Regions from separate parts of the Mus musculus genome. Here all the other regions are linked to region 3. Evidence: chromatin contacts called from public ChIA-PET, HiCAR-type and promoter capture Hi-C data. All regions are on one chromosome and are shown on one strand. The core of a region is the stretch at or near the end of the contact, and the rest is flanking DNA. Distances in the headings are between cores, read along the strand shown. Region 1 holds the start of Csrnp2 (cysteine-serine-rich nuclear protein 2). Region 2 holds the start of Spryd3 (SPRY domain containing 3). Region 3 holds the start of Acvr1b (activin A receptor, type 1B). Region 4 holds the start of Tfcp2 (transcription factor CP2). Region 5 holds the start of Krt79 (keratin 79). Region 6 has its middle 20 kb from the start of Krt8. Region 7 holds the start of 5330439K02Rik (a long non-coding RNA gene).

What was found. Promoter capture Hi-C pulls out the DNA fragments that hold promoters and counts their contacts. ChIA-PET counts read pairs in DNA pulled down with a chosen protein or histone mark. HiCAR-type assays count read pairs that join an accessible place to other places.
Region 1: a promoter capture Hi-C map of the C10 cell line shows a contact between it and region 3, with 3 times the contacts expected there. The contact joins the promoter of Csrnp2 here to the promoter of Acvr1b in region 3. A contact is called at or near these places in 6 of 39 promoter capture datasets (the 3T3-L1 cell line, the C10 cell line, hippocampal neurons and 1 more).
Region 2: a HiCAR-type map of astrocytes shows a contact between it and region 3, with 3 times the contacts expected there. The contact joins the promoter of Spryd3 here to the promoter of Acvr1b in region 3. A contact is called at or near these places in 2 of 115 datasets of contacts at active chromatin or transcription factors (astrocytes and bone marrow-derived macrophages) and 1 of 9 other capture datasets (liver).
Region 4: an RNA polymerase II ChIA-PET map of memory CD8 T cells shows a contact between it and region 3, with 10 read pairs. The contact joins the promoter of Tfcp2 here to the promoter of Acvr1b in region 3. A contact is called at or near these places in 2 of 39 promoter capture datasets (the 3T3-L1 cell line and hippocampal neurons) and 2 of 115 datasets of contacts at active chromatin or transcription factors (memory CD8 T cells and microglia).
Region 5: a promoter capture Hi-C map of hippocampal neurons shows a contact between it and region 3, with 4 times the contacts expected there. The contact joins the promoter of Krt79 here to the promoter of Acvr1b in region 3. A contact is called at or near these places in 5 of 39 promoter capture datasets (the 3T3-L1 cell line, 3T3-L1-derived adipocytes, hippocampal neurons and 2 more) and 1 of 115 datasets of contacts at active chromatin or transcription factors (pancreatic cancer cells).
Region 6: a contact with region 3 is called in a promoter capture Hi-C map of pre-B cells, with 5 times the contacts expected there. The contact joins the enhancer-like site here to the promoter of Acvr1b in region 3. A contact is called at or near these places in 14 of 39 promoter capture datasets (the 3T3-L1 cell line, 3T3-L1-derived adipocytes, the C10 cell line and 9 more) and 6 of 115 datasets of contacts at active chromatin or transcription factors (the NIH/3T3 cell line, astrocytes, bone marrow-derived macrophages and 3 more).
Region 7: a promoter capture Hi-C map of pre-B cells shows a contact between it and region 3, with 2.7 times the contacts expected there. The contact joins the promoter of 5330439K02Rik here to the promoter of Acvr1b in region 3. A contact is called at or near these places in 6 of 39 promoter capture datasets (the 3T3-L1 cell line, 3T3-L1-derived adipocytes, hippocampal neurons and 2 more), 1 of 115 datasets of contacts at active chromatin or transcription factors (embryonic stem cells) and 1 of 9 other capture datasets (adipose tissue).

The regions. Positions count from the first base shown.
Region 1 is chr15:100,493,819-100,496,641 of GRCm38.p6, reverse strand. Csrnp2 (cysteine-serine-rich nuclear protein 2) reads left to right here and starts at 1,403. Exons shown (of 5, transcript NM_153407.2): 1 at 1,403-1,608.
Region 2 is chr15:102,134,957-102,137,823 of GRCm38.p6, reverse strand. Spryd3 (SPRY domain containing 3) reads left to right here and starts at 1,609. Exons shown (of 11, transcript NM_001033277.3): 1 at 1,609-1,688. The coding sequence starts at 1,666.
Region 3 is chr15:101,172,748-101,175,447 of GRCm38.p6, reverse strand. It overlaps Acvr1b (activin A receptor, type 1B), which reads right to left and starts at 1,376. Exons shown (of 9, transcript NM_007395.4): 1 at 1,213-1,376. The coding sequence starts at 1,303.
Region 4 is chr15:100,550,602-100,553,382 of GRCm38.p6, reverse strand. It overlaps Tfcp2 (transcription factor CP2), which reads left to right and starts at 1,375. Exons shown (of 16, transcript NM_033476.3): 1 at 1,375-1,473; 2 at 1,902-2,058. The coding sequence starts at 1,937.
Region 5 is chr15:101,939,032-101,941,731 of GRCm38.p6, reverse strand. Krt79 (keratin 79) reads left to right here and starts at 1,408. Exons shown (of 9, transcript NM_146063.1): 1 at 1,408-1,985. The coding sequence starts at 1,518.
Region 6 is chr15:101,982,984-101,985,683 of GRCm38.p6, reverse strand. It overlaps a transcript of Krt78 not described here. Among named protein-coding and RNA genes, the nearest start is that of Krt8, 20 kb to the left of the region's middle. Within about 2 kb of position 1,268, at least 318 of the 459 cell types and tissues checked have an H3K27ac peak or open chromatin away from gene starts, as enhancers often do. A contact at or near this core is called in 3T3-L1-derived adipocytes, the HPC-7 cell line, the NIH/3T3 cell line and 8 more, where this site is marked.
Region 7 is chr15:100,467,082-100,469,781 of GRCm38.p6, reverse strand. It overlaps 5330439K02Rik (a long non-coding RNA gene), which reads left to right and starts at 1,415. Exons shown (of 3, transcript XR_001781773.2): 1 at 1,415-1,481. It overlaps Letmd1 (LETM1 domain containing 1), which reads right to left and starts at 771. Exons shown (of 9, transcript NM_134093.3): 1 at 537-771; 2 at 1-97. The coding sequence starts at 658.

The sequences.
Region 1 (2,823 bases), core at 154-2,653, 680 kb after region 3:
AACTTATGGCGCTTTTTTCATGAAAAGATTTGAATAGCACACACACACACACACACACACACACACACACCCTACATAAAGTTTAATCCTGTCGTGCATCCACCTAGCCAATAAATACTCACTGTGCTCCTAAATGTCAAATAACCAGATTTTAAAAACCTGGTATTGAGAATACAATAAATAAACAACTCTTCAATTCAAGTTCCATGGAATCCAGTCAAGACAGAAGACTAAAAAACAACAAATACAAGTGGTAGTGATGCCAAGGAAATAAAGAGACCAAAAGAAGCAGTTATTTCAAATCATGGCTCTCATTCCAGTACTTAAGAAGCTAAAGCAGGCTTTTAAAATGGGAGGCAGGCAGATCTTGGGGTTCAAGGCCAGCCTGGTCTACAGAGGGAGTTCCAGGACAGCCAACGCCACAGAGAAACCCTGTCTCAAATAAACAAATTCAAAACCATCTTGAGCTAAAAAGACCCTGTTCAAAACCAAACGGTGTGTGTGTGTGTGTGTGTGTGTGTGTGTGTGTATGTGTGTGTGTGTGTAATGTATTACCTCTCTAATATGAAGACCTGAATAGTTACTAACTGAACCAACGTATGGCTGGTTGGCATAAGATTGTAAAGGTAAGCCGGGCGTGGTGGCACACGCCTTTAATCCCAGCACTTGGGAGGCAGAGGCAGGCAGATTTCTGAGTTTGAGGCCAGCCTTGTCTACAAAGTGAGTTCCAGGACAGCCAGAGCTATAACTTTTTGGTCCATATTTTGCCCACTTTAAAGATGAACTGCAAAACTGTGATTATCAGAGACAATAATTAAAAAAAGAAAAGAAAAGAAAAATTTAAGAATGTGAAGAAATCAGCCCGTATAGTGGCGCACGCCGTTATCCAGCATTCAGGACGCAGAGGCAGGTGGATCTCTTCAGTTCGAGGCCAGCCTGGAATAGTGTGAGTTCCAGGGCAGCCAGAGCCATGTAGAGAGACCCCGTTTGGGGTGGGAAAAATGTTGAAATCGATCCATCATATAAATAGATAGGTCATTGCTCATAATTTCTCTTATAAATTAGGCCAGCTGCAGCAAGTCATATGGGACAACCCCGTGAGAATCACGTTCCCCAGGCATGGGGTGAGGTTCTGGTGCGAGGAAGTGTAGCCGAGGATCCGCAGCCTCCCGCTTCAAGGCGGGCAACTGCCCTACAGGCGCTCTCCGGGGTCCGCCGCGAATGTTCCAGGGTGGGCGAGGGCTTTTGGGCACTGGCCGCCTCCAACTCCCGGCATGCCTTGGGTGTGGGCCAAGTGTAGACTCCATTTCCCAGGCTGCCCCGGGCCTCGGCCGCGACGCGCCGGCGCCTATAAGAGGCAGAGCGCTGCAGCCGGAGCCTATTGTTAGCCGGAGCCGGGACGGTTCTGGTCTTCGCTGCCCGGGGAGCCAGAGTGCAGAGCCGCCCGACCCCCGCCGCCTGCCGGCCGGCCCACACACCCTGCAGCCCCGAGAGCCACGCGACGGGCCTGGGAGCCGGCACGCCTCGGTCTCCCCTCCTTGCACACGGGCTGAGTAGGCAGCGGGGGCGGCGGAGACCGTGACGGGAGAAGCGGCTGCGGCGGGGCCGGTAATGGGCCTGGGGTGCGGGGAGGAGGGGTCCGCCTCGTCCTTGCCTGGCAGCAGTTCTCGGGCAGCCGTGGAGCAGCGCTCCGGCGCCGAGCTGTGCGGACTAAGGAGGCGGGGGGCGGGGAGCCGAGGCGCCTCTGGGAAGAGGCGTGAGAGCTAGGGGCGCCGGGGACGCGGGTCGGGCTGCAGGCTAGCTCGAGGGATGGATGGGCGGCTTGGAAGCCGGCTGGATTGCGGCTGACGGCTGAGTTCGGAATGGAGTGGGCAGTGATGTAGGATGGAGGGAAGTGAAGGAAGGGGAGGGGGCCTGGAGGAAAATGTGGGAGGAGTGGTTGGGAATTTGTGAGTAGCAGGCAGGAGGATGTGGAAGGCTGTGGGGACTGCAGAAGATGGAAATGAGCGGGAAGGTTAGCGGGAATCCATGGGTTGAGAGCGGAAGGGTTCTTCAGCGGTGCTGAGGGGAACTGGTGACTTGGCATGTCCCTTCTGCTCTGATTCCCGATGTCTCCCATTTTTTCTGGCGTTGTGTGCAAAAATGAGAGCATCACTTGTCCCGGGTGCTAGCTTGATCCTTTTCGCAGGCCTAAACACGCAGCCGCCTGCCATCCATCCTTTGAGTGCTATGGTCTTGATTCACCCTTTTAGAAGGGTTGAGAGTGACAGTGTGACACAGAAACCATTCTTCAGTATGAAAGGTTAGAAGTTATCCCCAAGAGATGACACTGTTCCCCGTGTCCTCCAGTTTTCGTGGTTAGAACCCCAGCCGATTCACATTCTCCTTTTCTTTGGTGGCTTTAAATTTTACAGATATCCAAAACCAGGGTGTTGGTGTGTGGGAGAGTTATAAATGGCGATATCCTTCCGAGGAGAGTTAATGCGGCATCATGTTCCAGGTCTCTCACAAAGCTCTGTGTCTTCTAGGATGTGGCTTTAATGTAGGAAGCCGAATTCTAACCTAAACGGGGACAACCTGGGGAGTAGAGGAGGGAAGGGGCCTTCTTTAAATACCTAGCTTAAGGAGGAGGTTTACACCGAGTGTCTTCCCACTTCCACGATCTTGGGGATCGCAAGGACACGTAGAGCCATAAGATAGTATTTGCGAATCACCCACAGTATCTTAGAAAGGGGGAACAAGGTAGGGCATCGTACTCAAGTGTTACAGTGTTGCGGTATAACAGGAGCCTCGCTGCCCCAGAGTGTCTGGTAGTCTTCACAG
Region 2 (2,867 bases), core at 360-2,859, 960 kb before region 3:
GTCAGTGGGCGTGTTAAAATCACTTAAGTGTCATCAGGTTCAAGAAAAACGGCGGGAAGTGATGGTGCACGCCTTTAATCCCAGCAGTTGGGAGGCAGAGGCAGGTGGGATTTCTGAGTTCAAGACCAGCCTGGTCTACAGAGTGAGTTCCAGGACAGCCAGTGCTACACAGAGAAACCCTGTCTTGAAAACAACAACAACAAAAAGAATGTATTAAACATAATCAGACCAAGAAACACCCTCAGTTGGACCCCATGAGGAAGGTGTCTAACACTCTGGGGACAGTGGTCCCTACCAACTACCTTGTGTGTGCCTCAAAGGACAACAGAGAAATGCTGACTGTTTCTGGGGCTTCAGCCCAACTGGGGTCCACAGCTGATGGAACCTACTCGCATTACGGGTTGCCCACGTATTCATCCATACCCAGTCTCACATTTTGCCTCTGAAGGTGTTCAGCCCTGTGACCTGCAGCTATGGCTGCATCCCAGGCTGGAACCTTCAGCAGCTCCCCAGCTAGGTTTGTTCTCTGGCTGCAGTGACTTTGCACTCTATCAGCTCTTGTCTCTAGTAAGGCCTCTGAACTCTTGAATTATGCTGTGGCTTCTTTAACCCTTTTCTAGCCATGTTGTTAACCTACATAAGTACACACAGGATATGTAATCTGTGACCCAAGAGTTAGTAATTAATATTAAAGTAAAAGTTCATGTGTTTGGTAAGGGCCCATTATCAATGTAAATCAGGTCTAATTGGCAAATTGCCGCCAATGAAGCTGACATCGCTTGCTGATGTATTTGATACTCAATAAATTTAGATGTGGAAAGACACAAATATGTTCGTTTATGTTTCTGACACAGGATGAGTCTTTCTGGAAAGAATATTCAGTCTTAAGAGCAAAACGTTGAAGTCGTCCAAGAATCCCAATTCCTTCCAAGGACAATCATACCCTTTATAGGAGGTGCATGATAAAGATTAGTATCCTTTCCGGTACATTCTGACCCGAGCTAACTTTTCCTACCAAGCCCAAGCCCAAAGAGCACCCGGGTTTCATCCCACTGTGCCTTTTGCATATGTTCTCTCCTGTTCTGGAACGCCTGTCCTGGAATGAACGAACGTGGTGCAAAGGGGTGCTCCGGAGAGAAGAAAGCATGTGGTGCCAGCCGAGTGCTGCCGCTGTGGAGATCAGCCTCTGGCTTCTCACGCGTAAAATAGGAGATAACATTAAAAAAAAATCCCCCCCCCCATGCCGTTAAGTGGCTCAAAAGGACATTCCAGAGAGGTTTTTAGCATCACTTCTGGCTCTGGGAACACGAAGCTCGCGCACGGGCACAGGGACCTACTCCGCCCCAAGGGAGCCGCCCCTTGACCGCCTCCCTGAGCTCCAGGCGTCCGAGGTGGCGTCCGGGCAGCCACGTCGCCTCCCCCACCCTCCCGACACCAGGGTTCCTCAGACGCCGCCGAGTGTTAGGTACCCAGCTCACCGGGCCGCGCTCCGCACCGCCTGTGCCCTGCGATTGGCTGCTGAGGGCGCCCATCTTCAAGAAGCGCTGCGGATTGGTCAGATTTAGCGGTGGGGGCGGGCCTGACGGAGCAGAGGAAGGGCGGGGACCCGGATGTGTGTGGTGGCGGCGGCCGAAGAGCTACAACGCGGAGCTGAGAGGCCTATGGATGAGGAGGACGCGGCGGCCCCGGTAGGCGGGGATCGGGGGCGGGGTCCCGGAGGCCTCGGTCTCTGCAGATCTCGAGGCGGGGGTCCTGGGCGACGGCTGCGGCCTCAGGGCGGGGCCAGGGGCTCCGGTCACGGGCGTTCCTCTCGCCGCGCACCCTCCCCATTGCAGCCAGGGCCTGTGACGACGGGGCGTAGCCTCATTGACAGGTTAAGGCCGGGTGGTCCCGGGTGTCACCTGAGAGACCCCGCGGTCCTGAGGCCGTGCCCGGACCCAGTGCGGCGGCAGCTGCTTGGTGCTGAGGCTGTCAGGTTCTCGAAGATCCGATGCCTTCAGATCTGGGGCTCCGGCATCTACCTGGGTTCGAGTCCTGGCCCAGGGCCCTGGGGGATCCCAGTGCTGCGCCGCAGGTGTCTGCTCTTGTGGGGCATGTGCTGGTCTGTAGCTCCTGCAGAAGAGCCCCAATGTGCACATTGGGATCGAACTCAGCTTAGCCCAGGATTGCTAAGCACCTACTGTGTGTAGGGCACAGTGCCAGGTGTTTGGGAGGCAGGAAGAAAATATTTCTTCATGGTTTTCCCGCTTTTGGATCTCTGGAAGATTTTATTCATTCATTCATTTACTGGCCTTGCTGGTTGTCTAAATACCGAGAGAGTCCCATGTTTTTCTCCGGTACTGCTGCTGCTTTAGGGGCTGCGGCCCTCTGAATTCTGTTACAACTTGGAGTTAAGATCTGCTAAGTTGTTTTTTCTTTTGTTTGAGACAGGGCCTCACTGTGTAGCCCTGTCTACCCTGGCACACACTATGTAGAGCAGGCTGTTGAAGAATTCAGAAATCCGTTTACCTCTGCGGACTAAAAAGGGCTGGGGTTCTGGCAGAAGAGAAGGCTCAGTGAATTGAACAGCATGGGCTTCAGGCAGGGTGGGGGTACACACTTTAATCCTAGCACCCAGGAGGCAGAGGCAGGCCAGAGTTCAAGGCTAGTAAGTTGCAGGACAGCCAGAGGTACACAGAGAAACCCTGTCTCAGAAAAACAAACAAACAAAAAATTCATACCGTTTCTTGTTTACAATTCCCTAGAAGTTTTTCATTACCCTTGAAATAAAATTTAAAAGTCCTGACTGTGGATAGACTCTTGCTTTACCCTGTTCTTTTTGTTTTTTTAGACAGGGTTTCTCTGTCTAAACCTTGCTGTCTTCTGAA
Region 3 (2,700 bases), core at 127-2,626:
AATACAACCCCTAATTGTCTCACCATATCCATCTGTGGGTCAATAATCACTTCGATGCAACTGCCAAATATAACCTTCTTCTGTAACCCCAATGCCAAAGCACATTTGAGAATACTACCAGATGAAATATTTTAGGGTTTCACCGGCTCTTCCCAGCCTCACAAGCCTCATAAACAACACAGCCGGTGTAGTGTCCCACAGAAACGTCTCCACCTCTGTACTGGGAAAGGTGGGGGTGGGCCTGGCCACACAAGGCCCTTAAGGCTGGAAGGTAAGGGGTGTGTGTGGAGGGTGGGTGCCGGGAGGAGGGACTGTGTGTCAAGGCAAAAGTACTGACCAAGGGCCAGGGAGACGGTCCAACCGTGGGGGTCTTTAAATAATTGGGGGTGGGGGGGTTGGAAGCAGTTTTCAGGATCTCACCTGAAAAGCATCCTCGGAGTGATTAACTGAATGGGCCCCCTGGGGCGGGGTGGGGGAGGTGAGGAGGCATGCAAACACACATACACCTAGATTCAGATTAACAGCTGGGGAACTAGGTTTTCACAGGGTTGGAATGGCTCTGAGGCCAATCTCCAAAAAGGTTTAGGGGCCTGCTCGCCCCATTTCCTCCAAACAGCGTCTACAGGCATGGATATCCGAGGTGGGTGGGAGGGGGGTGCCCTGCAGAACCCAAGGAGCTGAGCGAAAGAAGGGGGAATGTGACTCCGGTGCCTAGACCATCAGGGTGGCAGGGGAAAGAGGGTAGGGGCACCCCATGATGAAGGGAGGCTTAGAGACCCCTACCCTCCTAGCCTAGGGTACGCATAGGCTCTCGGCAACAGAACACATCGGAGAAACAAGCCCCCCATCGTCGAACCCCACAATCTTGGCGGGAGAAAAGGCGCCCCCAGGAGCATCTGCTGGCAGGGAATAACCCCCCTCGCACGGACGCGCTGAAGGGCAGGAGCCAGGGACCTCCACATCTCGAGGAAGCCTGGGGTGGGAGCGGAGGGTGCAGGAGGCGCGACCCCCTGGGCGCCCCGGTCGGGCTCCGTCTGGAAGAGCGCGCGGGTCCCCAAGGCTGACCCAGCGCCACCCCGGCCCTCCGCGCCCCCCGCCCGGCCATATTGCGCGGCTGGGGAGGGGGCGCGCCCGAGCCCCACGGCGAGCGCGAGGCCTCGCCTGGCCGTCTGTATCCCGCGCCCCCCCCCCCCATCCCCGCCCCGGACTCACCCTGGATCCCCCGGGGCCCGGACCCGCCGCTGCCGGCGAGCAGGAGGACAACAAGGGGGAAGAAGGAGGAGGCTCCGGCCGACTCCGCCATAGTAACCGCCGCCGCAGCCCAGCAGCGCCCAGCGCGCGCGCGCGCCCCCGGCGCCTCTCTCCCTCCCTCCCTCCCTCCTCCCGCCCGCCCGCGCGCGCCCGGCTCCTTCGCTCCGCGCCGGCACGTGAGCTCCCGGGAGCCGGTGCGGCCGCCGCCGCGCGCGCCCCCGAAGGGCGGGGCCGGGTGCGCGCGTGCGCCCGCCTTAAAGGGGAGGGTCCCTGTTAAAGGGGCGGAGGCTCTCGCCTCGGCCAACCTCGCGCACCCGTGCGGAGCTGAGCCGAAAGCGGGGGAGGCCGGGTCCGCCGACCGACAGTCTCCCTCCTCCCTCCGCGGAGTGGCCGCGCCGGCGCCCGTCCTCCTTCCTTCCCCCAGCCCCGACCCTCCGGCCCGTTGTGTCCCGCTGGGTTCGTCGCCAGAGTCTCCTGACCGGCGTCCCCTCGAGGCTCCCTCCCGCTGCAGCGAGCTGGACACAACTACCTGTGCGAGCGAGCGTCTGTGTTTTCGAAATGTAGCTAGGCTGGCACGGCTGACAGCCTTGGTGAGGGTGCTGGCCAGGTAGAACCATTTTGGGAAACAATGTGACAGCACCTATCAGACAGCTTCACAAAACGCATTGCATTTGCCCGGCATTTCCTCCTGTCTGTCTTCAGGAAATAATGAGGCTAAATATTTACGCAAAATGTTCCCTTGCTTATTTATCATTGGAAAAAGCTGGAAACTAGAGAAGCAATCATAGAAGCTTAGATAAACTGTGGCTCACTCATGTGAAGGAGCACTAGTGATTAAAAATCGGTTTACAAAAACTAATGGCGCGAGGAAATGTTACTCCATGTTAAATGAAAATGTAAACACCAACCTTTACAATAAATTTTTGTGGATGATATGTATGCATGTATGCGTAGGAGAAAAGGGAACGATATTACTCAATATTACTACTAAGGTTTTCAGTTTGTTTTTGAGACAGAGTCTTATTATGTTGTCCAGGCTGGCCTCAAACTCACTGAGAACTGCCTGTTTCTGCTTCTCAAGTGCTGGGTCTAAAGGTGTGTGTGCCACAGAGGCAGGCTGAAATAATTTTTTGTTTCTCCTTTAAGTATTCCAGTAACTTCTAAATAGTTTCCAGATAAACATTACTTTCAAACCTAGTAGGAAATACTTATAAAAGGCAAATGATCCCGTATCTTTCTGAAGAGCTCACAAGAGACTTTGGGATCTGTATTCTGCTTCTGATAACCAACTAGGAGAAAACAGGCAACATCTTAGCCTTTCAAAGTCATAGATAGTTTCATGTGTGAGACCAAGGGATAGAGAAGACCGTCAAGAAGGAGGGAGGGAGGAGAGGCAGGCAGATCTCTTGAGTTCTGGGACAGTGTGGTCTACAGAGTGAGTCCCAGAAG
Region 4 (2,781 bases), core at 126-2,625, 620 kb after region 3:
TAGAAACTCAGTGGGAGAAGTAGTTATATACAAATCTAAGTCAAAGCAGACTATAAGGATATTGTGTTGGCATACAGAACGAAGCACACTTCCACAGACAGGGGATGTCTTTGGCCGGCAGAGGCATGTTTATCATGACAATTTAGTTCTAGCCTTACCTTTCTGTTTGGTAAAATAAGTGACATTTACCTTTAGAATTTTTTTTTTTTTAAGATGGGAGGCAGAGGCAGGCAGATCTTTTGACTTCAAGGCCAGTCTGGTGACCTAAGGACCCTAGTGGTATACAGAGTTCCAAGACAGCCCAGGCGACAAAAAGAACCCTGTCTCAACAAACGAGCAAACAATGACTAGAGATGCTAGGTAGACCTGGCTGTTATGGAAATTGCTATGTAGTCTAGACTGTTCTTGAACTTGTGGAGATCCTTCTGCCTCAGCCTACTGAGTGCTAGGTTTTTAGGAACACACAATGCCCTTTTAGGAAGGGATTACAACCCTGTCTTGAGGACTTCTGCAATACTGTTCATAGCATACAGGTATTTTGCCCGTGCTTAATTTTAAAAATGGCCGTAATTAATCCTCAGGAGCAAGGTGGAGGAGGTATGATTTCACCTCCTGCTCCAGGGTCTTCATTATCTAGCCCTGGCTCACCTGGAAATCAGATCTGCCTGCCTCTGTCTCTGGAGTGCTGGGATCAAAGGCATGAACCACTATGCCTGGCTATGGTTGTTCTTGATTTACAGTTTAGTAAATTCAATCTCTTGGAGAATACTCTTAAGTTATCATACTATAAATAAAGATGCCAGCTCTGACTTTGCTCTGCAGATTTTTCCCCAACACTCATTCATCATTGCCTAAAACAAACAAAAACAAAACATCAAAGAACCAACCAAACAGAAACAAAACAACAAGCAAGGTGTAGTGTGCACGCTTTTGATCCTAGCACTCAGGCTGGGGGTGTGGATCTCTCAGTTCTGGGTCAGCTAAAGTTACCTAAAGACCCCGTCTGAACATCAACAAAAACCCCAATAGTTTTCCCTGTTTCCTGCGCGAATGCCTTAGGGAGAAGGGTGAAGATAAGGGAAGGCAAATGGGGAGAGTTTAGGACTGGACACACGGGAACGAAAGTCCCTCCGGGAATGGGAGCGGGAAGCGGAAAGATAGAACCGCAGTTCTGCTCTACTGTCAGGACCGAGAGCCTGCGACCCGGGTTCACGCCTAAGCACTGAGCCCGCCCACTACTCCGGGGGCGGAAGCCTTCGCGTCGATAGCCTATCACCGCTGCGAAGACAGAACCAGTCTCTTCTTCATTGGTAGATGGATGGTGACGTTGCGCCATGGCCGTAGCGGACGTCCTGATTGGTTGGCGCTGGGGGCGGGTTTGCGCTTCGAGTCTGCGCCGAACTTTCGCTGTCCACGCTTCCAGGCGGTCGTGGTGGCTAAGGAGGGTGTGGGGACGGCTCGGAGGAACCCTGGGTTTGTGCTGAGAGCGGAGTGGGGGGGCGGGGAGAAGAATCGGTGACCGGAAGTTATCTGGTTGACCGGAAGCGAGGCCTGAGGGAAAGTGCGGATGCCCGGAGGGAGGAGCTTTCCACCTAGGGGGGCGGAGGGGACGCTCGGAGCGCCCGGTGTCCTGCGCGTCTCCGCTTTGAGGCTGAGCGGAGGACGCCGAGCGACCGACCGGTGGGCTTCAGAGAGCCCGAGTCCGGCTGAGCTCCGGCGGGACCTGGTGCCTCACGATCCCGAGAGCCGAACGGGAGGGATTCCTGTCACCGGGGCTCCCGAGGAGTAGCCAGGGTGCAGCCCGTAGGTCAGGCTTGGGGCGCTGCGCGAGGAGCTGGGTTTGTAGCTGACTTCCACTGTGCTGTCTGCCGGGTAGAGTTACGCTCCGCGCCTTTGTACAGGAGCCGGCGCCTGTTGGGGCAAGGAAGGAGCCGGGATGGCCTGGGCTCTGAAGCTGCCGCTAGCCGACGAAGTGATCGAGTCGGGGCTTGTGCAGGACTTTGATGCTAGCCTGTCCGGCATTGGCCAGGAACTGGGTGCTGGTGCTTATAGTATGAGGTGAGTGAGATGCCTCCCAGACCTTACCTTCTTAATAACAAAGGCAGGATCTTGAAAGGTGGGAGGGCGGCTGTACAGTTTAAGAGAACAGCCTGCAGCTTGGTGGGCAGATTACCCCCCCCCTTACACCTCCCTACCTCCCCCATCCTCTGGTTTGAGTAGTAGTGGTATGGGAGGACAGGAAAGACTCTAGAGTCAACTCTGTAGGGCCCTTGCATCCAGATGGTGTAGGAGACTTGGACACTGACTGTATGCTTGGGTATGTCTGGATTCACGTGAAGAAGGGGCAGTTGAGGGATATCTAAAGAAGTCCGGCAGCTGGGAACTGAGGTTCAAGGTTGACGACTTGTTGGGAAGAGATGGGATACCTTGGACAAGAAGTCCACAGACAGCTGTCTCTTACAACAGACTTGTTTTAAGGTTTTCTTCCAGGGTTCCTGTCTTTGGAAACTTGAGCTGAGAATGTCTAAAAAGTGACAAAGAGGCGCACGCCTTTGATCCCAGCACTCGGGAGGCAGAGGCAGGCGGATTTCTGAGTTCGAGGCCAGCCTGGTCTACAGAGTGAGTTCCAGGACAGCCAGGACTACACAGAGAAACCCTGTCTTGAAAAAACAACAACAACAAAAAAAACCCCAACAACAACAACAAAAAGACAAAAGAAAGACGAGAGTACTAGTGCACAACTGAAATACCAGCACCCAGCACTCAGCAAGAGGGGGATTA
Region 5 (2,700 bases), core at 159-2,658, 770 kb before region 3:
CTTTGCGACTGCTAGGAGCTGGGTTCAATGCTTCAAGTGAACAGGAGCCTCTTGAATATCCCAGTGGCCCCAGGGAAAGATTCCCAGCTTCCTTTGGAGCCTAGAAGCCACCATCCTCACCGGGGTCTTCTGCATCTCTTTTGGGATCCGAGCTTTAGCCTGGCAGAGCCAACACTGCTCCATCTTTGCCTCAACCCAGTCTCTGCCCCTTTGCCCTCTGCTTGCTGAATGATGGAGAGGCGAGGGGGTGTGGGGAGCAGTCTCAAGGTCTTCTCCCACTATCTGTGATCCTGTACCTGAAGTCTCTCCAGCTCTGCTTGGGCTGTGCTTGGTTCTAGAAGCCTGACTGGGAAGAGAGTGGAGGCCGGTGTGAAGTGATCAGGAGTGTCCTGTTCTTCTGAATTGAGCAGGTGGAGTCCTTGTGGTCAGGAAAGGAGAAGGTTATGGGGGTACAGCATGAGACACTTGGGGCTTCTTGGATACATGTGCATTTTCAGTATTCCAAAATGTCTGGGCCCCACTGGGAAAGGTCCACCAAGGAAGAGCTTAGGGGTGGCCACAGTTCCAGCCCCAGGAAAAGCAGTTGGGTTCCTAAGCTTTGACACCCTGCCTGTGGTGACAGGGCATTCCTTTTCTTTCTTTGTCCTTTTATTTATTCATTTTTTTTGGTTTTGAGGCTGGGTGACCTTGAACTTTTGACCCTCCCACCTTCACCCCTAGGGTGCTGGGATATAGGTGTGCTCTGCTATGTCTAGTTAGAGTCAAAGCCATCCAGCCCACATTGTGTGCTCAGCCAGGCCTATGGCTGGGCAGGGACCCTCCTTTCTTCCTTGGATCCTCTTTACCCCACACAGGGTTCCCACCCAGCAGACACCTGCCAGTGTAGACAGAAGAGTAGCTGCTCCACCCCTGCACTGTCACCTGTGCCCCCCACGCTGGACCTGCCAAGAGACAGGAGGCTGTGGGCTGGGAGGGTGGGACTGGAGCAGGCCTGGGCACCCTCTCTACAACCCGTTGCCCAATGCACCTTCCCTTGCCACCTGCACAGCACTGGGCCCTGGGGCCTTGGCTTACCACAAGGCCCTGGGACAAACCCCACAAAACAGAGCCCCATTGACAGCAGGCCATCAGGGCTGCGTAGGAGGAGACCAAGCCAGCCACTGGGTGGTGAGGGTAGCTGTAGGAGCCCTATCATCCTGTTCCAAGTGAGGAGGGCTTACGGGGTGGGGTGGGGTGGGAGTGGGGGGAGTGGGGGTGGGGTGCTTCCCATCTCAAGTAGTCTCTGCTCAGGAGCAGCACTTCAGTCTCAGTGATGGCTGGGCGAGGCCCTCCCACATCCTGGGGGAGAGGAGATTCCCCCCCCCCCCGGCCCCTCCCTCTCACCTGTGGTAATCACAGCTGGAGTGCATGGAACCCAGGGCCAGCCCAGCTGGGAAAAGATAAAAAGGTGTTTGGTGGCTCAGTAGCTCACTCCGGCTGATTCCCTCCTGCTCTCAGCTGCTTTCTCGCTGACAATCATGCGGTCCTCTTTGTCCAGGCAGACTTTCTCCACTAAAGGAGGCTTCAGCTCTAACTCAGCCAGCGGAGGTGGTGGGAGTCGGATGCGAACCAGCTACAGCTCAGTGACTATGTCCAGGGGGAGCGGCGGTGGCGGTGGGGTCCGCTCTGGGTCCAGCTCCGGGGGCTTTGGCAGCCGGAGCCTCTACAACTTGGGAGGCAAGAATATCTCCGTCAGCATGGCTTGTGGGGCCTCCTCTGGCCGGGCACTAGGAGGCTTTGGCAGTGGGGCCTATGTGGGCCTAGGGGCTAGCAGGCAGACATTTGGGCCAGTCTGTCCTCCCGGGGGCATCCAGGAAGTCACTGTCAACCAGAGCCTGCTGACGCCTCTCAATGTGGAGATAGACCCCGAGATTCAGCGGGTGCGCACCCAGGAGCGCGAGCAGATCAAGACCCTCAACAACAAGTTTGCCTCCTTTATTGATAAGGTGGGTGGGCAAAACCGGGGTGAGGTGGAGTGGGGTGGAAGCTGAACCTCTAATGGGGGGTGGTCTGGGCAAAGGCAGTTTTTACCATGTGCTCTAGATGTGCAGGGTGGGGTGATGAACAGAGACGGTGGTTTCTGCCTGTCGGAGGTTGGGGCTAAAACCTGCTGGCCGGGGTTCCTTCTGTGAATGAGAGGCCCAGCCCACCTGTGTTGGAGCCTTTCCTATACCGCTAAGCATTAGCCTTACCCCATTATTAAAAGATGTGTGGTCCTCAGTGTTCCTGTCAGGGAGTTGGCCTTTGATGACTTGAGTCATTTTATAGCTGTGGGCAACAGTGCACGGCTCAGGAATTCCACAAACCATCCAAGGTTGAAGCCTTGGAATTCTGTCTGTCCTCTCCAGCTGAAGAAGCCTCGGGGTCAGGCACATTGAGAACCTGGAGGGCAAGAGGAAGCCCTTTGCCCTCCCTTGCCTGGTTCCCCCTTCCGGCTACCACGAGGAGGGTGGCCACCCTACAGTTTGAACACTCTGGGAGTGTTCTGGATCCCCGTCTCACCTACAGGGTGACTGGGATCACTCTGCTACCACCTCTCTCATTTCTTGCTCCATTCCTTCAGCACTGTGTACCTTGGCTCTGCGCCTAGGCTGCGAGATCAGGCTGAGGCATAACTCCATGATTTGAACTTTTAACACAGAAGGGCCCTACCTCCTTTCT
Region 6 (2,700 bases), core at 19-2,518, 810 kb before region 3:
CCAGCATCTTTCAATGCTAAGGAGAGTGGGCAGCCACAGCCCTCGTTTTTTGTGGTCTTTCCTGGTTTCTGCCAAGGAATCTGGTTCCAGAGTGGCCACAAGTTTCAACTTTGCAGTAGAGACCTGAAATTTTATATGAAACCAGATTTCTATATTTATTTATTTAAAAATTATTTATTTTTATTTTATGTAAATTGGTGTTTTGCCTGCCTGTCTATGTGAGGTGTTGGATCTGCTGAAGCTGGACAGACAGTTGTGAGCTGCCATGTGGGGGCTGGGAATTGAACTCGGGTCTTCTGGAAGGGCAGCCAGTGCCCTCAACTCCGAGCATCTCTCCAGCCTGAAACCTGATTTTAAAATGCTAGCCACTAGTCCAAATATTTAAGGACTCCATCTTGGCCATCCTCGAATGGGTCACTAGAAACTGTTTCTGGAAATTGACTCTAAGCAGGGACACAGAGGCCAGAGGGACAAGCTTGCCTCGGTGACAGCTCTACAGGACCCTGAACAGGAACACACGGCAAAACCTGGCTCCTCTCTTTTTTTGAGAATCACTGCTGGTCTTGGGGCACAGTGCTTGGAGTGGGGTGGGTGGGTGAGGATTCAGGACACAGAAATGCAGCAGAGGGAGCCTGGGCTAGCTATTAAAAAAAAAAAAACCTCGGTGGTCTTTGTTTAGCGTTATACATAAACTGCACTAAAATGCCTTTCAGAAAGTTAAAGGTGTCACTGTCTTCAGACACACCAGAAGAGGGCATCAGATCCCATTACAGATGGCCGTGAGCCACCATGTGGTTGCTGGGAACTGAACTCCTGACCCCTGGAAGATCAGTCAGTGCTCTTAACCGCGGAGCCATCTCTCCAGCCCTATTTCTCCTTTCTTAATTCCAGAGAAAATCAGTTTTGTTCTAGGAATGCACGTTTTGGGGTTCTTAAATACTTCATTAGAGAGCCTTCTGCACAGGTTGACATCTGTATGAGAGAATCCAATGGCCAGACCTGTCTTCTGTCAAACCGATGGCTCCCAGGATGTGACCTATCTTCCAAGCTCTTGGATTTTCAACGTTTCCTCCCAGTCTGCTGCTCAGGGTGTCTAGATCCTGAAAGGCTGTGCGATGGAGGGACGTTTTTTTGAGTACACCGGAAGTACACCATCTTTCCACTAGAGGGCAGCAGAGGAGCACGGAGGAAACTGCTCTGAAACCCAGAGCCAAGCTTGCCAGCCACGTGCAGCTCCCATTCCATGAGCGAGATCGGGGCGGGTCCTGGTCACAGCCTATCATTGGCTACAGAGGCATGTTTTGTGCTAATCAGGGGAAGCTCCTATTGTTTTGGGTAGGACGTGACGTGGTGAGTGACATTTGTGTGGATTTTAGTCTCTATCCACGGGAGTCCCACACCTTGCATTGTTGTAGTGTGGGTGGGAGGTGGAGCTGAATGCCAAGAGATGTGAGATGTCCTGGGCAGCCTTGTTTGTGAAGGAAAGTGTGCACTGCGGGTTTAAATACCAGAGGAGAGGCACCAAGGGCTTGTAGCCACATTGCCTCACTTGCTAGCTGTTCCCCATCTGTCCAGCAGGAGGCAGCACCTAGCTCCTGGAGCCAAGCAACATTTTTAGAGCCTTCGGAGGCTGAGGCTGGAGGTCCATGCCTCCTAAGGCTGGCGGATGGAGAAGGAGGTAGACCAGGCTCCAGGGGGCACAAGCATGGCGGCATCAGAAGGGCACACCTGAGTTACTAGGGCTTAGTTGGCCTATGTGAGTCCCCAGATCACAGGTCCAGCTCCCTGTAGTCCTGGGGTCTCAGAGAGGACAGTTGGGGTCATGCCAGAGTGGACCTTAAATGTTTTGCTTCCCAGTTTAGTGTGTGTGACTCCGTTTTACTGAGTAGGAACACACAGGAAGCCACTAGCGTAAGGGCCTGCCTCACGTGACTGGAGACCACGTATGCAGCCATTCCTTTCTCTCTGCTGCCAAAAGCAGCCGGGCTCCTGTCAGGATCCTCGAAGGAACCACGCACTATCTGCTCTTTGCGGCTGTGTATGCCTGACCCCAAATACACTTCCAATGCCTTGCCTGTCCATTCGGTGGGCACTTGGTCTCTTAGTTCAGAGATGACCCTCTCTGTAAGTCTTATGGCCCTGGAGGCTGTGCCTGCATTTCCTGTATCTACCACAAGGCTCTCATCCCTTAACTCACACGGAGCTAGGACAGGACCTGTGTGAGGGGAGGGGTGCTTGGCAGGAGAGAGGTGGTCTTGAACACCTGCTGTCTAAATGGAAGCATCTCCTTTGCCCTCTGGAGCTACAGCCTTCCCATCCAGGGAAGCTTGGCAGGGAGTGAACTTGTATGTGCACGTGCACGTGAGCGTGCGTGCGTGTATATGTGCGTGTGTGTGCACATATGTGTGTGTACGTGTGAGTGCGCATGTGCGTTTGCAAGTACGCATGTGCGTGTGTACGTGTGCGTGTGTGTACGCATGTGTGTGTGTGAGCACGTGTGTACGTGTGCTTGAGTACCACGTGCCTTTGGGACCAGAGGCAAGCTTTTGTAGAGGTTGTATGTGCACAGGTACAGACAGGTATAGGCAGGCACATACAGACATGCTCATATTGAATCAGAGAACAAAGGCAAACATATGAGAGAGACATTTGTTACTTGCACAGAGAGAAGCACTGCATAGGGCACAGAGCTTCATCCGG
Region 7 (2,700 bases), core at 166-2,665, 710 kb after region 3:
ACGATGGTACGATCCGTTAATCGCTCTTGTCTTGGTCACCACGTAAGAAATCAAGTTCTTCACGTCCGCCTTCGGAGAAAGGTGAAGCTTTGAAGACCTACAACGAAGACCAAAGAGACTATCTGCGAAGGAGTAGAAGCCATTCGGTACGTAGGACCCCTCGGTAAACATACGGTTTCTGAGAGCGATTGCCAGAACTCTTCTGAAAACCCAAGCTCAGGGTTAGGGTTGGTATGAGAGGGGCAGATCATGCAGAAAGGTGTGAGCGTGGAGCGTGCGCAAAGCCTGCGGGGCCAGGAGAATGCAAGCTGAAGCCATGGAGAGATGGGAAGGGGAAGCTGAAAGATGAGCTCAGGATGTGCGGGGACAATCGGGTGGACACGGAGTACGGAGAGGGACAGGGACGGGCGTTCGGTGGGAATCCTGCATGGAAAAGCAAAACCCAGGGCCCAAGGCAGGGGATCCCGAGAGGCGGAGGCTGAGCCGCTGGAAGGGCTTCTACATCAAAAATGCTCTTCTTTCTCCAGGGCCCTCACCGAGGGGCTCGCCACGCAGGGCCAGAGCGGCCCAGCTGCAGCCTCCGGGTGACAAAGGGTCCAGGGGCGACAGTCGAACCCCACAGAGCAGCCCGAGCCCAGCACACCCTGGACAGCGCCATCTTCACAGCAGGGGAGGGAGCGCGGAGAGAGGTCGTCTCCGGGTCAGAGTGCGCCCCGCAGCACGCACGCGCCGCCCCTCCACGCCGACAGGCGGCTGCGAGCCGCCCCGCGCCCCCCGGGCGAGCCCGGGCGGGGACCCGGATTGGACGCGGCGACGCTTCCGCGCGCAGGACCGGAAGCGAGCCTCCCCGAGGGAGCGAGCGCCGGCCCAGCCTGAGGTCGCTATCGTGAGCCGAGGACGGCGTCTCCTTGAGGAACCCAGTGCCCTCGTCGGTCCCTGGGGGCTCGGGGCCGCGGGCGCTGCCCTTGACCTCTGTGGGAGCCCGGGGTCGTGGCCCCGATGGCGGCGGCGCGGGGTGGCGCTGCGCCCTCTAGTGGCGGCGGCCGGCAGGGCTCCGCCCTCCATCAATCTGGCGGCAGGTGTAGAACCCCTTTCCAACCCTCGCTTTCTGGTCCTCACGCGCCCTTGTCACGGAGTAGGTGCGCGGTGGATATTTTTTGGAGAAATGACTACTTGAAACTCGGAAGGGTTTCTAGGCGTCCAGCTGTCCGCGAGAGTCGACGGCCCTCTTGTGTCCATAGGCATTTTAACGGACGTGAAGCACGCTGAAGCCATGCGTCTGCAGTCAGGTTTAGTGTGGGGGACCTTGGACAGGTCACTTCGGTGAACTTCATGTGGGTTGTACCTGTGTTGCAGAATTCTGTGAAGATCGAAGGATGAAATGTTTGCATGTTTGCAAAAGCTCCCACGTCTGTAGAACATCTCCGTGTTTGGAGGGCTGGTGGTTTGAACAGTTGCAAAGCTGTTCTCTGCAAGAGGAGGTAGGTAGGTAGGATAGAAAATGACCAAAAGATGGGTTCTCTCGGTTCTCAGGTAGCTTCTAAGTCCCTCAACTACGGTGTCTCCGGCTCGCTAATAGAACTCCCAGGAGACACGAGCGCAGTCACAGACGGTTTTCTAACAGAAATGGAAAGGCACTGCCTGGGAGAACAAACTAAAGGGAGGGCATTTTGTGTAGTCCAGGGTGTGGGGGGGGGGGCGGGGGGGGGGAGGTCGTCCTGGGTAAAGTGCTGAGTAAGCTTAAGGACCTGAGTTCAATCCCTGACTCTAACGCCAAAAGCTGGGCACGGTGGTCTGTGCCTATGACCGCCTCCCCACCCCACCCCCAACACACCCACGTCCTGGCCTCTGTGCAGGGGAACCCGGAGCTTCTTTAGAGCTGAGACCCAGGCAGGAGGAGCCCTGGCACTTGCTAGCCAGCCAGTCTAGCCAAGTTAGCAAGTTACAGGGTTAGAGGGGACCCTGTCCAAAAAAAAAAAAAAAAGATATGTGCATATCCAACACCAGGCATGCGCAAACATGTACACAAACTACAAAAAGAAAAAATGTGATACGGATTCTACGGATTCATTTCCTCACATAGCTGCTGAGTATTTCTTCTTCCATTCCCCTTCCACTGACATACAGGTAACGAGTGTGTGTGCACACAAGCTCAGTCTCTGTCTGTCTCTCTCTGTCCAGCCCACAGTGCGTACATTTATAATCCCAGCACTGCAGTGGGGAAGGTGAGAGGTAGAAATAGGAAAATGTCCAGAATCTCGGAGGCCAGCTTGTCTGGAACGCCCTGCAGGGAAAAGAGACTGAGAAAAGACCCTTTCCCAAAGTGGCAGACAGGACAGACATCTCAGGTTGTCTTCTGACTGACGTGTGGCATTCATTATACATCCACTCGGACGAACCACACACGAATGCTCACATACATGCACAAAGATAAACATTTAAAAACAAACAGGACCGGAGCTCTTGACTCTAGCTGCATATGCATCAAAAGATGGCCTAGTCGGCCATCACTGGAAAGAGAGGCCCATTGGACACGCAAACTTTATATGCCCCAGTACAGGGGAACGCCAGGGCCATAAAAGGGGAGTGGGTGGGTAGGGGAGAGGGGGTGGGTGGCTATGGGGGACTTTTGGTATAGCATTGCAAATGTAAATGAGCGAAATACCTAATAAAAAATGGAAAAAAAAAAACAAACAGGAA